Linked DNA regions of Mus musculus: region 2 is linked to region 1. A link is a contact called in public Hi-C data. All regions are on one chromosome and are shown on one strand. Each heading gives the region's core, a stretch centred on a gene start, on an enhancer-like site or on the middle of the called end of the contact. The rest is flanking DNA. Distances are from core to core; before and after follow the strand shown. Region 1 holds the start of Nppc (natriuretic peptide type C). Region 2 overlaps Dis3l2 (DIS3 like 3'-5' exoribonuclease 2).

Region 1 (6,767 bases), core at 3,716-6,215:
AAAGACTGTGGCCCCCAGAAAATCTGAAACATTCTCTCTAAGATGAGATAACATGAACCTCCCTGCGGGGTCTAAACTAAGAAGGGGGGCTGTCACAAAGGTCCTCACAGCAGCCGAAGAGCGTGGCTCACTGCTTGGAAAGCTGTGTAGGACCAGCGGTTTACCACAGCCCAGCCAAGGCGAGACCTGTCCCCAGGGCAATGGCCTGGCAGCAGACTCAAACATCTGGTGCAGGCCTCACATCGCTGGGGTGCTGAGCCTGGCTCTGCTGGGAAGGCATCTCCATTACTCTGAACACTTTCTCGGGGGGTCAAGACTCAGCCCTGCCCTCTCACCTGCCTGCCGACAGTCGGAGGACGATCGCTTCTTCCCCCAAAGGAACCGAATCTACCAGTAAGGACCTATCTTTTCTTTTTACAAGGACGAGAAAAGACGGGTGGAGAGGGATAAACTCTGACGTCATAGGCCTGCGTAGGACATTGGGGTTGGAGGCCATCTGGAGCAGGTGCTGGCAGGGCCTCTGGGAAAGGGGAAGAGGGGCAGCTGCCTTGTCAGGTGGGGGTGTCCTAGGGTCAGGAAAAGACTCAAATCTTTCCTGGAATTTCTGGCCTACAAAGGATGCCTGATGACGTTTTCTTGGCATCCAGCTCCTCTCCTCCAGGGCAGGCCCTTAGGTGCAGGCCTCTTGAGGGAGGTGCCAGGTTCAAGGAGACCTAGCCAAGCCTCCGTGTCCCCCACGGCTGTGCGCTATCAAGCAGTCCCATTCATCATGTTGGGCCCCACCACCGGGAAGAGTGCGTACGTGTGAGCGGTAACAGTCAGATCCCCATATGCCTCAGCTGCTTCCTGCTGCCTCCGCCAGATTCCCTCTGCCCCCATCCAGGAGGCAAGGACGGCCTTTTCCCAATTACAGGTGGTGAAACCGAAGGCCCTGCACAATGATGAGATCTGGCTAGGATCCCGCTGCAATTTCCCTGCCTGGCCTCCCCAACAACAGCTCACAGCCTGTTTAGTATCCTCTCTGAGAAGTTATGCAGCTGGAAGGGGGCCCCGGGATGAAATAATTGCAGGGAAAACAGATGGGTTTCTCAGCAATGCTCTCTCCTCTGAGGGCCTGAGAATCCACCCCTGTTATCCCAGGGCCAGGAGGGGGCATCGCTGCCAGCAGCTCCTGCCTACCACCTGTTCTTGAGGGGACAGTCCTGTCGCAGCGGCCCTCCCCTCAGGTTCCCGGAAGCTTTACACACCTTTCACAATGGGACCTCTTTAGCTTTCCATCCGGTCTGGACAGCGACTGTTCCAGAAGGTCCTCTGCAATGGGCACGCTTTCCCATCTCCTTCTTGGAAAGGAAAAGGGGGTGGGGAAATGGGGTCATGAGGATGAGGTCTTTTTTCTCAGACCCCTGCCCTTCAAAGACCCAGGAGAGAGAGAAGGGCCTTGGCTGTGCCATACTTGATGCCTGAGGTTTGAGGTTTGTCATAGGTCAGCTTTGATCTGACTGCCATCACTCCCTGCTCTTTCTGTCCCTGCCCCCCAACCAGCGCCTCTTCCTCTGCCTTAACTTTCCCGCACCCCCAGGCTCACTTACCCTCCCACCCTATGTGCACAATGACTTTATGAAGACAACCCTCTGTCACCTCTTGCATGGACACTGCCTTGGGCCCCAGAACTGCCTCTCCCCCAGGCCTGCCCTCCCCTGGGCACCCCACCTCAAGCCATCTAACCTCCCTCGATCTTGTCTCTTTACCTCCACTGGCTGGCTGTCTCAGCTTCCTAGGGTTGTCTTTTAGCAAGCTTCTCGTTCGATTGGGTTTTGTTGTTGTTTGTATGTTTCTTAGACAGTACTTCTAAGCCCTCATCTTCCAGTTAACCCAAAGAGGTCACTCTGACCCTCTTTTTTTTTTTTTTTTCCTATGTTATATGCCCAGTTCAGACTTCTTCACTGGAAAGCATGTTCTGTTGGCTCAGATTGAGAAAAAAGCCCTCCTGACATGACCATCTCCGTCATCATGTTTCCCAACCGATGAAGCCAGTGTTTATTCTGTGGCCCACTCCTGCGCTGGAATGGAACTCAGTGACTACAGAGTAGGTTGAAGGGCAGCCCTGTAGGTATGTAGAACAGTCATGGATGACAAATGGTCAGATGTCCAATAAAACTACTAATCCCTTGAGCCCCAAGGGCCTCTTTTCCTTCCTTTGAGTCAGGAGGAATTGAAGATTTCAGTTTGTTGATACTTTTAGATTTATTTTCAATTGTGCATGAGTCTGTGTCTGAGTACGGTATGTGTACATAAGTATAGTTGCCTGAAGAGGTCAGAAGGAGACATCAGAACCCCTGGAGCTAGAGTGTCAAGGGGTTGTGAGGTTTCCCCCAGGTTCTCTGCAAGAGCGATTTGTGGCCTTAATTGCTGAGCTATCTCTCCAGCCCCCGGGCAAAGCTTTAACACTGAACAGTCAGCTCAGTGCCTGGTCCGTTCATTTAAGCTGCTCAGTGGGCTGGACCACTGCTCCTCCATCTCCACTGGGTTCCCAGAGCCAAAGGCAGGAGAAGTAGACTTCCCAGAGAAAGGGAGCTAAGATCCCAAATCTAGGCCCAGGAAGGAAGCCATGAGGAGCAGCAGACCTTCAGTCTCTGAGCACATATGTGTCCATTGCCTCCCTGCCCCAATGTCCCTACAGCCCACCCCCAGACTCTCTGCCCACAGGTTCCTGCCCCAACAAAGGAATCGGTTCAGTAGCAGCACCAGAAGCGGCAGGAAAGCCTAGCCCAAGGTTAACTCATCCAGGACCTACCATAGATGACTACACTCAGAGATCAGAAGCTGTAGGTCATCAGAAGATTCCCCTGCAGGACCAACTTGATGGCTTAATGTGCGAAGGGGCTTGCCACCAAGAAGCCCAAGTTCCTCCCTGGGATTTACATGATGGAAGAGAACTGACTCCTGCAAGCTGTCCTCTGACATCCACACACACACCAAAATACATCACAGTACACACATGCCTGCACCACACACACACACACACACACACACACACGAATGCACGCGCACACACACACACACACACAAATAAATAAATAGATAGATAGATAGATAGATAGATAGATAAATTTTTCCTTGAAGAGATGTCGATTGTAGTACAGATGTAGTCATCCCCCACAAGACCATGGGTATCATCAGTTTTACAAAGCCTCAAACCTCCTGAAGAAGACCTAGTTACCAGCCCATTACCAAGACAGGATAAAAGAAAACCATCTGTAGTCCTTTAGAAAGTAGCTATCAAGACTGAACAGTCCCAACTTATCCTTAATAAGGGGCCTTATAAGACACTGCTGCGGTCTCAAAGCTTGGATGGTACTCTCCTGCCCCTTAGGCGAAAGACACTCCATGAAGCAGCTGAAGGCCTCACCCTCATCTCCTTTCTCCTCTCTCTCTCCCTCTCAAGCACAACACGGTTGTCGTTTCGTATGTAGTAACACAGAAAGGCCATGGAGGGAGGAGCTGAATGGAGATGAGCCACCAACCTTCCAGAACTGACAAAGGACTTGAAACTGATGTCTAGATCTTTCTTTGGGCAATATGCTGACTCAAATCAAACCTCACCTGTGAGTCATTTCCCAAACGAAAGGCTGGAAGGAGCTTGTGGTCCTCATTTGGAGTCTTTGGGTTGCATGCTAGGAAAGGACGAGGAAGTAGACGGCACACTCAGTACACTCTTGCTTCCTCTGTATCCTCCAGAAGCATTGGGTCCTCTAGACCCATGTCCATCCCAGCAGTCTTCCCACTACCCTCTCTTCCCACTTCCCTTTCTCTGTAAGAAGCTAACTGGCTCCTGCTTCTCGTCCTCTCTCCCAGGCTCTTTGCTCCATGAGACCACAGGGACCCTGCCAACATTCATTTCCCTCGCTCAAGCCTGCATCCTGCTCAGGAGAAGGGACACAAACTCTTGCACATCACTCCATTCTTGAAACTACAAGTTCTCTCGTGGCTCTAAATTGCAGAGCTCCCTAGAGTCCGATGGACCAAGATTCCAGGTCAAGGCGAGGAATTGTGTGCAGCAGAAATAAGTGGCCCGGTCCCTATAGCCAGAAGGCAACTACAACCCCAAACTCAATGGCGATGGCCTATTGAGGCTTGGAGCTGGTTAAAACCCAGTACTGCCCATAGTTTCTTAGGGTATTCAGGACACTAAAGTGGACATCTCCACCTTCAGGAAGGGCCAGTACATCACTGAAGGAAAGCTACCTGCCTCCTAACCTCCCAACACACACACACACACACACACACACACACACACACACACACACACACACAAACTCCTGGCTCACACTCGTGGGTTGATGACATCCTCTCACTCGTGGGTATCCGAGACTTACAAGTCTCCTTTGCAGCTACAACATTCAAGCTCTCCCTCCACTTCCCACTGGGATCTACTAACCCCATCCTCTGCCGCCCCCATGTTTGAGCGTGTAGACATGGTCAGCCCTTCCACCCTGGCTAGCGCGTGGCAGCATTTGTGAAGAGTTTGGAAACAGAGCGATCTGTGTAGATTTTGGGCCGCACCAACTTTCAACCTGTGTAACTTTGCATAAAGGACATTTCTTCTAAGCCTTTGCACCTGCAGAAGGAGTACAGACACGTATCAGGAGCAGCAGATACACAGCGCAGGGACGCCTAGAAGCCTGAGTACTAGGGCGAAGCGCATTCTACAAATGGAGTTCTTTTCTGCGCGCCGCTTTGTGGCTTTGAGCGCAGCGAGCCGAGCCGCCGGCTCCTTCGGAGGTGGGATGTGGGTTGGAGCAGAAGAGGGAGCCCCCGTGGCCCCCTCCCGGCCCCCTCCCGGCCCCCTCCGGGCCGTCGATTCGGCCGCGTGCGCTGTGCCATTGGCCCTGGAGGCCCGGTGGGCGGGAAGATGACATCAGCGGCAGGTTGGATTATAAAGGCTCCAGCGGAGCCACGGACTCAGAGCGCACCCAGCCGGCGCCGCACAGCAGTAGGACCTGTGCTCGCTTGGCAATCCTGCTCCGCATCCGCCTATCCGACTGCTCACCGGCAGTCCCGGCTGCAGACCGTCTGCACACCTCGGTCCCATCGGCACCATGCACCTCTCCCAGCTGATCGCCTGCGCCCTGCTGCTCGCGCTACTCTCGCTCCGGCCCTCTGAAGCCAAGCCCGGGACACCACCGAAGGTGGGTGCTGTCGCGGGGACGCTGGGCTTGTGAGGGGCGTGGAAAGATGTGGTGCGCAGGAGGGAGCAGAGAACCCGGAAAGGCAGACCCCCTCGGACTTGCTCCCTCAAAGCGGGGACTTCTCGGGTTCATTTCCCAGCCTCGGGAGAATGTCGACACATGCACACCTCCCGTGCCCCAATGTGCCCAGCATGACCTGCGGCACGGGAAGAGCAATGGGCTCCCCGGAGGAGCAGGCAAGAAGGCTGCGTGGCAGGTGGATGCTGGACTCAGCTGTCCCGCATCGGTGGAGGCACGCTCATGGCTGAGAAGGGCCACGCCACTCTGGGCCCCGTAAAAGTCATCTATGCTACATCGGTGCACTCTTTCACCTGTCCACTCTTTTCTCCGACAGGTCCCGAGAACCCCGCCAGGGGAGGAGCTGGCGGATTCCCAGGCAGCTGGTGGCAATCAGAAAAAGGGTGACAAGACTCCAGGCAGCGGGGGAGCCAATCTCAAGGGAGACCGATCGCGACTGCTCCGGGACCTGCGTGTGGACACCAAGTCCCGGGCTGCTTGGGCCCGCCTTCTGCACGAGCACCCCAACGCGCGCAAATACAAAGGCGGCAACAAGAAGGGCTTGTCCAAAGGCTGCTTTGGCCTCAAGCTGGACCGGATCGGCTCCATGAGCGGTCTGGGATGTTAGTGCAGCTACCCCTGGCGGCGGTAAGTAACACCATCGGACGCTCCCCGCTCGCCTAGCTCTGCACCCAAGAGAGCCAAGCTCTTATCACTGTCCTTCGCAGACTGTTTGGTTTCCTCCCTGATCCCTATGTTCTGTGACCTTCCCCCAACCAATTTAGGCATGGGATCAAGTGTACCCAGACATTTGCCTGCCACCTCACATATCCCATTTTACAGATTTAAAAAACAACAACAACAAAAAAGTGAACACGGGCCAGGTCAGAGACCAGGTTCAGCCTTAGAGTACTCCATCTGGCTTCCTCTAGAAAAATAGAGACAGGCTTATGCAGTCCCAGCCTCCAAACCCACCACTGACCACTGGCCAGCTAGCCAACTGGAAACTTGTTAGAGAGATCCTGGAAAGAGGGAGAGAAAGATGTACCACCAGCCCTGTGCCAGCAGCCAAGCAGTCAAGTGCTAGGATGCCTTTCTGGGGCTGTTGTCCCTCAGGTGAGGCAGGCATGCAGATATGCCTGCCCCCTCCTAGTAGAGAGAACCTCTGTGGCAGCAGCAGGGCACTCTTCTGCCTGGGGCATTCTGAATCTTAGCCCTGCTCTCAACTCAACTGTGGGCAAACTGGTCTATCCAGGGTCCTGATGCTGCTGCCCTGGGGCTTCCGAGATGAACCTTAGGCTGGTGACCCTGTTTCAAGAGAGAGGCAAAGGAACAAGCTAAAGCTTATTTCGTGACCTAACCTCAAACTCAGTGTGTCCACAGTGAGTTCTTTACCAGCCTTGTGGTGCTCTGAACTATTTCTGGCCTCCTTCCCCTCCATGGAGACGGGAAGCCTCCATCTTCCCAGCATCCTCATAAGCTGCTGGGTCCTTCCTGACTTCCTTCTGCTCTCTATCCCTG
Region 2 (6,283 bases), core at 3,550-6,049, 160 kb before region 1:
CCCAACTTGAGACCCATCCCTTGAGTGAGAGCGAATCCCTGACACTATCAATGACATTCTGTTATGCTTGCAGACAGGAGCCTAGCATAACTATTTTCTGAGAGACTTCACCCAGTAGCTGATAGAAACAGATGTGGAGACCCACAGCCAAACAATAGGCAGAACCTGGGGTATCTTGTGGAAGAATGGGGAAAGGAAAATGGGAGCCAGAGTGGTCAAGGATACCACAAGAAGACCTACAGGGCCAACTAACTTGGGCCCATAGGGGTTCACAGAGACTGAACCACCAACCAAAGAGTATGCATGGGCTGGACCTAGGCTACTTACACATATGTCGCAGATATGCAACTTGTTCTTCATGTGGCTCCCCTAACAGTTGGAAGGGGAACTGTCTGACTCTGTTGTAGTCCTTTGGATTCCTTTTCCATAGCTGGGCTGCCTTGTCTGGTCTCAGTGGGAGAGATGCCCTTTGTCCTGCTAGGATGGGTGAGTAACCTATATGGGCCCTCCCCTGAGGAGAATGGGAGGGAGAAAGGGTGTAAGGGAAGGCCTGGGAAGGGGATGGCTATGATCAGAATGAAAAGTGAATAAATAAGGAAATTCATGGAGAAAAAGAAAGAAAGAAAGCATTCTAGTTGCAGTAGGGTGGGTCCTGGACAGGGGCAATTAGAAGACAAAACTTGAAAAGATTTAGAGGCCTGTGGGGATCTGGAACTGCAGGGGTATATAATGTACAACAGGCAGCAGAAAATTGTACCTTATTTTCTTATAACAGGAGTTCTCAAAGTATATTTTCCAGACTATACTTTGAGAACATTTCCGCATTAACATCACCTGGGGACCCATGCAAATCATAACCCCAGCTCCTCCTAATACCTACTGACCCAAAAGCTCTGGGGACAAGGCCCAGAAACAAGCCTTTCATGTGATTCTAATGCTCACTGAAGAATGAGGAACAATGGGCTGGCACAGGTAAGCGTGAAAGGACATAAGCTCAGGGGGGTTAGTGAGCTTGAGGCTCTGCTATTAGATATGTTGCTCAAGAGGAAGATTTGGGCTAGAACTAGTCCATGTAAGTCACTTGTATATAGAGAACAGACGAATGAACACAATGGCTCTCCCTCAGAGACTGTTCAGATTAGGAGAGACGAGAACATCAATTTTCAAGCAAAGGAACAGAAGAAAAGTTTCCAAAGAAAACTGAGGTGTGGTCAGAGAGGTAGAGGAAGAAGAAAAGAAAGAAGGAGGAGGAGGAGGAGGCAGCAGCAGCGGCTGATGTCTGGTCATAGAAGCCAAAGCCTGAAAGCATTTGAATGGGGAAAGCATATTCAGCAATGTGGCTATAGTAACAAGGTCACACACAGGTAACTCTGGTGAGACCAATCATAATGAATAACAAAGAAAAACCAGGATGCTGTGCCTGGGAAATTGAGTGTGATGTGGACTGTGGGGATGAGGGTGTGGACTGAGGCTCAGGAAGTCTAGCTGTGAAGGAGTAGAATAATATAGGGTGGTGGCTATATAGGGAGAGAAATTGCCACATGGTTTTGAACATTTTATTTTTTTAAGATAAGAGGGGCTTTGAATAGTTAGCTGATGATGGGAAGAAACAAGTCAAGAAGGTGTGGTAGAAGTGAGCTCAATTAGAAAAAGGAGGGGTCCCTGGGAAGGAAGGAATAAGATCAGAGCCCAAGAGAAAAGATTAACCTCAGGCAGAAAGCCTGAGATGCCAACAGTGCTGCACTGAAACACTGTGGATGAGATTACACATGGGCTTTGGCTCTTCTGAAATATGAAAGCCAACCACATCTGTAAAAAGTGGGAGGGACACCCAATATATGCTCATTATTCCACACTCTTGAAGAAACTTCTATGAGACTGTGTCCCAAAACATAGGCCTGTACATGAAAAGCTTGGTGCTAATCACACTCAACCCTGTAACTAGTAACTCATCATGGAGCTGATATCACACACTTGGCATTGTATTAGATGATTCGCATACAGCACTAGATTTAATATTCCCTAGCAGTCCAAGTGAAGTAGGCAGGGAATTCTACTACAATTCTAAAGTTTGGAAAAACAAGGCTCAAAAATACAAAATATCAGGCTTTTCAATGGATGTCAGTTAGGAAGGCACAGCGATAGGTCAGGATTCAAGCTTGACTCTCATTAATGCCAAGGCCTCATCCTCTCCCTATGATGCCACACTACCTTCAGAAAGGACATGCCATCTATGGACATAGAGTGGGGAAGGAAACCATGCCATCTAAGTGATCTATCTTGGTTCTAGACACTGGGAGAGTCAACTTCATTTTGGACTCTGAGTTCAAGGTCACAATAGAACAAACATATGGTGATATTCTCTTTGCAAGATGGATATACAGTCTGCATTCTATGATAGAGATTAGGAAAATCAACTGGAATATAAATTAGGTAGCAATAGGCCACCTGATGAAAATACATGGGCAGAGACTGGTAAGAGAAAGCCTTAATATATTGAGATAAATAAGTGAATGAAAAGGCAGTTAATACCCAATCAGTAAGAGATTTAAAAACTCCCAAGAATATCAATTCCTCTGAACTGTATTAATTTGAAAACCGGGTAAGAAGTTAGAGAAGGGAGGACCCAACATGACAGGATGCAGCCATTTTCCTCTTTAGGCTGACTAGCACACATATACTCAAGTTCCTAAGTCCTAGAGTCTCTTTAGGGCCCCAACCTGAATCCTTCACAGGGTCATCTTAGATGGGGGCTTTGCAGTGATTCCAATTCCAAGGAGTTGGCTGCATTAATTCAACACCTTCCTGCTTTTCTCTGAGCACTCTCTGCTCTAAATCTTTCCTTTGCCCAAGAGAAATGACTTTTAAATTCCTCTCTACTAAAGCTTTAATTGGCTTTTAGCCTCATGGCTCCCCAAAGACCTAAAATGAAGACATACACACTCGTGTGCTTTCACCTCTGTCTGTCTCTAATTCACCCATTCTGCATCTTTTTCAACAGATGGAAGATTCCTCCAAGTGTAAATTGGCTTTTACATCAGATTTTCTTAAAGGGACCAGTCATCTCATTCTACTGTGATGTCAACATTTCAGTACCACAAATGTGTTCACTAAAACTAGACTATCATTTCTTTATGTGCCTTTTAAGACTAGTTAGTACACTAATAAGACAAGTAATGAAAAAGGTTAGAAGCTATCTTAGAGAGGTACACAAGGATTGTCCCCCAAGCATGGGAAGCTAAACCAGATGAATTATACCACATTTGAAGTTTGCAGGCCCACAGATACCAAATGATACCATGTCTGTTACAAGTCTTTTAAAGTATATTGAATATTCACCCTATAGAACATCTTAAATAGGCATAATGAAGGCTAGATCACTGCTGGTTGAAGAGAAAGAAATTAAATGCTGCTTCCCCAAAGGCCAGCCCTCTTTTTAATGCATTTGTTATGACCTAGAAATAGTGGGACCACAAAGTGATTATTAAGAGGGAACAGGAGCCAGCTAGTTTAAACAGAAATGAATTCATTTTTATAGATTATATCATTTCTAAGATCCATCAAGCTTCCAGGAAAAAGAACAATGAACCACTCAAAAACAGCTAATGTTTTAAGCTGGTATTGTTTATGTCTTTGACAGACAACTGCTTTTCCTTAATAAGATAACAGGCTCTAGTGTTGAATGCAAATCAGCACAATGTGAGCAACCATACCAGCTAGCTGATAGACATATGGATAAGTCACTGAGTTGCTACCAATTCTCAAATTTCTAGATTTATAAAATGAATGCTGTGTAGCTGCTGAGCAAGAAAAGGAGACTCAAGTATTACACAGGAGAGGAACTGGTTTGCTCCTTCAGTTTTACACAATAGAAGGAAGGCATCTTTTGCAGAACAATATACAAAATAAAACTGTTCTAGGAGCTGCAACTGAATTAAAGATGTGCAAAAGCAGTCACATGGAGAAAATAAAAAGCCCAAGCCAACCATAAAAATACTAGTAAAAGGTAGGTAGGTAGCTATAGAGAAGAGCCACAAAAGGGATGACCTTACGTTTATTGTAAGAAATAAGTGAGGGCTTAAAAAAGAAATTTCTGTGGTAACCAGGCTAACAATAGCCCAAATCAGTCCACCTTCTTGTTTTAGGTCCTTATGTAATTCCAACCCCCTCAAGCATAGGCAGGGCTTATGATTTGTTTCTAAGCAACAGAATAAAGCAAAGATAATGCCACTTCCATGATTGAGTTACATACTGTACCTTCCATCTTGCTATCTGACTCTCTTACTCAGTCGTATGAAGCCATACAAACAAGAAGGACCTGTATAGGAAGCAGCCAAATGCAGCCTCCAGCATACAAACAGCAAAAGCTGAAGTTCTCGGCTCCAAGCCTGCTAGGAACTGACTCTAGTCAATTCCATGGACACTTAAAGCAGATTTTTCTTACAGTCCAGCCTTCAAATAACCCAACAGCTTGACCTTAGCCCTGTGAAGAGCTCAGAAGCAAAGCCAAGTTCTGACTCCTAACTCCTAGAACTAAGATAACAGATGCATTGTGTTAAGCCTCCAAGCCTGTGGTGATTTATTGCATGGTAATGGAAAACAAATACACTTCTAAAGTGATAGCTGGGATTGTGAGGAAAGGAGCAGTCTTCACAGGAGAAGCTAGGATTGGTTAGCTTCACAGCAGGAGAGGAATCACAGAAAGGGGGGAAAAAATGAACAGGGTGTGTTTGGAGGCTCTGGGGCCTGGGCAGCAGGCTCAGGCACACAGGTAGGCAACGCAGTAGACAGGAGGCCCTGATGGGGAAGGGCCACCAGAGACCAAGAAAGCTCACTGATAATGCTGTGTGCAGTCTGAGAACCTCTGCAAGAGAGTCATGTGATACTCCTTAGCTCAAGAGACATTAGGCTTAAAAAGCAGTCTGGAAAATCCCACAATGGAAGGCAATGCTTCATCCTTTTAAAGGAGTTTTTCCTCCCAACACCTCACTTGATTTATGGGAGAACCCATGAAGTGGTCAAAGTGTTTATTACAAAGGATTTTTATAAATAGGGAAAATGGCAAATATGCTTCTTCAGTTCTTATCCTGCACTGTGTTGACACATTTTGTTAGAAACCATTTTGCTGCTAGAGAAGTCAACAGCTAGCCAGACAGACTTGGATCCTGACCGTACTGCACAGCAGGGTTGAATAGCACTCGTACCAGAAACTACAAATCCAATAAATAGGGCAAGGTGAGTTGCAGTCTGCAGGGTGGAATAGCTAAAAGGCCCAAGAAAAGTTACAGTCAGATCTAGGGGTTGGCGGGGTTGGCCACATTGGAGCCACTAGCTGAAGTATAGGACAAACTTCACTATGAGGCTGTGCTTTCCTTCAGGGGACTGGAGAGTGGGTACTTGAGGTAGGAGAGGGGCGATATGTTCAGACATTAGCATTATGGACTATTATTGTTTAGGTGTTATCTGAAAGCCATAAACAGTGTTCAACTGAATACAATCTGCCCTTACTGATGGGTCTTTCACAGCCAAAAATACAGAGCCTAGTTTTTAATCTAACAGAACAAGCTGGAATCCTCACTAGCATTTTGAAAATCTCCACAAGCATAAACATCATTACACCAAGTCCATTAATCAGGCAGATTCCCATTGGCATGTTTCTACATGACTTGAAAGTCATCTCCATAGGTTCTCAAAGGAGAATGGGAATTATTTAGAGTGATCCAAGGGGAACTGGATGCCAACAAGATGGACCTGTAGACACATAAAGCTCAGTGCAGTGGCAATGAATGAGCAGTCTTAACTAAGCTTTCACAATGAGTACATGCTAATAAGAAACCTACTATATATATTTTTTTTTTTAAATTAAAAGAGCTTCAAGGAAGGGAGGTTAAAAAAACAAGTTACAAAACAGGTTTCATCGCTCAAGTGAATAAACGTGGCACAGGCTGGCTAAGAGAGGAAAAGGAAGGAATTACTTGACAGGGTCTTCCCTGAGGCTACAACTCTGACTTCACAGACAAGCAGCCTCTGGAGCACAGGAAGAGGCAAGCAGAAATGCTCTTCACAGCTGATTCACACATTTCTGGACCTGTTCAATCAATCCTGAAATGAACTTTTTCATTACCTTGTTATAAAATAAGAGTTGAATACAAAAGAGCAACCTTCCTTGAATAATGGCTGGTTTTAAAAACTAAGAGAATTAGTCTTCTTCAATGAAAATAATCTTTAACTACTTGACATTCACTAAAGGAAAGTCAGTCACTCCCTCATTTCTCCAGAAAGT

What was found. A called contact is a pair of places that touch in the nucleus more often than the background predicts.
Region 2: a Hi-C map of uterus shows a contact between it and region 1, with 2.4 times the contacts expected there. The contact joins the enhancer-like site here to the promoter of Nppc in region 1. A contact is called at or near these places in 7 of 39 promoter capture datasets (the HPC-7 cell line, HPC-7-derived erythroid cells, cranial neural crest and 4 more), 1 of 15 datasets of contacts at CTCF or cohesin (large pre-B cells), 9 of 484 Hi-C or Micro-C datasets (Sertoli cells, bone marrow-derived macrophages, brain and 4 more), 4 of 115 datasets of contacts at active chromatin or transcription factors (embryonic forebrain, embryonic stem cells, neural tube and 1 more) and 2 of 9 other capture datasets (embryonic stem cells and pancreatic islet).

What each region holds. Positions count from the first base shown.
Region 1 is chr1:86,668,771-86,675,537 of GRCm38.p6, reverse strand. It overlaps Nppc (natriuretic peptide type C), which reads left to right and starts at 4,965. Exons shown (of 3, transcript NM_010933.5): 1 at 4,965-5,189; 2 at 5,584-5,894. The coding sequence starts at 5,100. The coding sequence ends at 5,874.
Region 2 is chr1:86,833,062-86,839,344 of GRCm38.p6, reverse strand. All of the region lies in intron 6 of Dis3l2 (DIS3 like 3'-5' exoribonuclease 2), which reads right to left. Among named protein-coding and RNA genes, the nearest start is that of Gm41909, 92 kb to the left of the region's middle. Within about 2 kb of position 4,799, at least 21 of the 459 cell types and tissues checked have an H3K27ac peak or open chromatin away from gene starts, as enhancers often do. A contact at or near this core is called in neural tube, pancreatic islet and uterus, where this site is marked.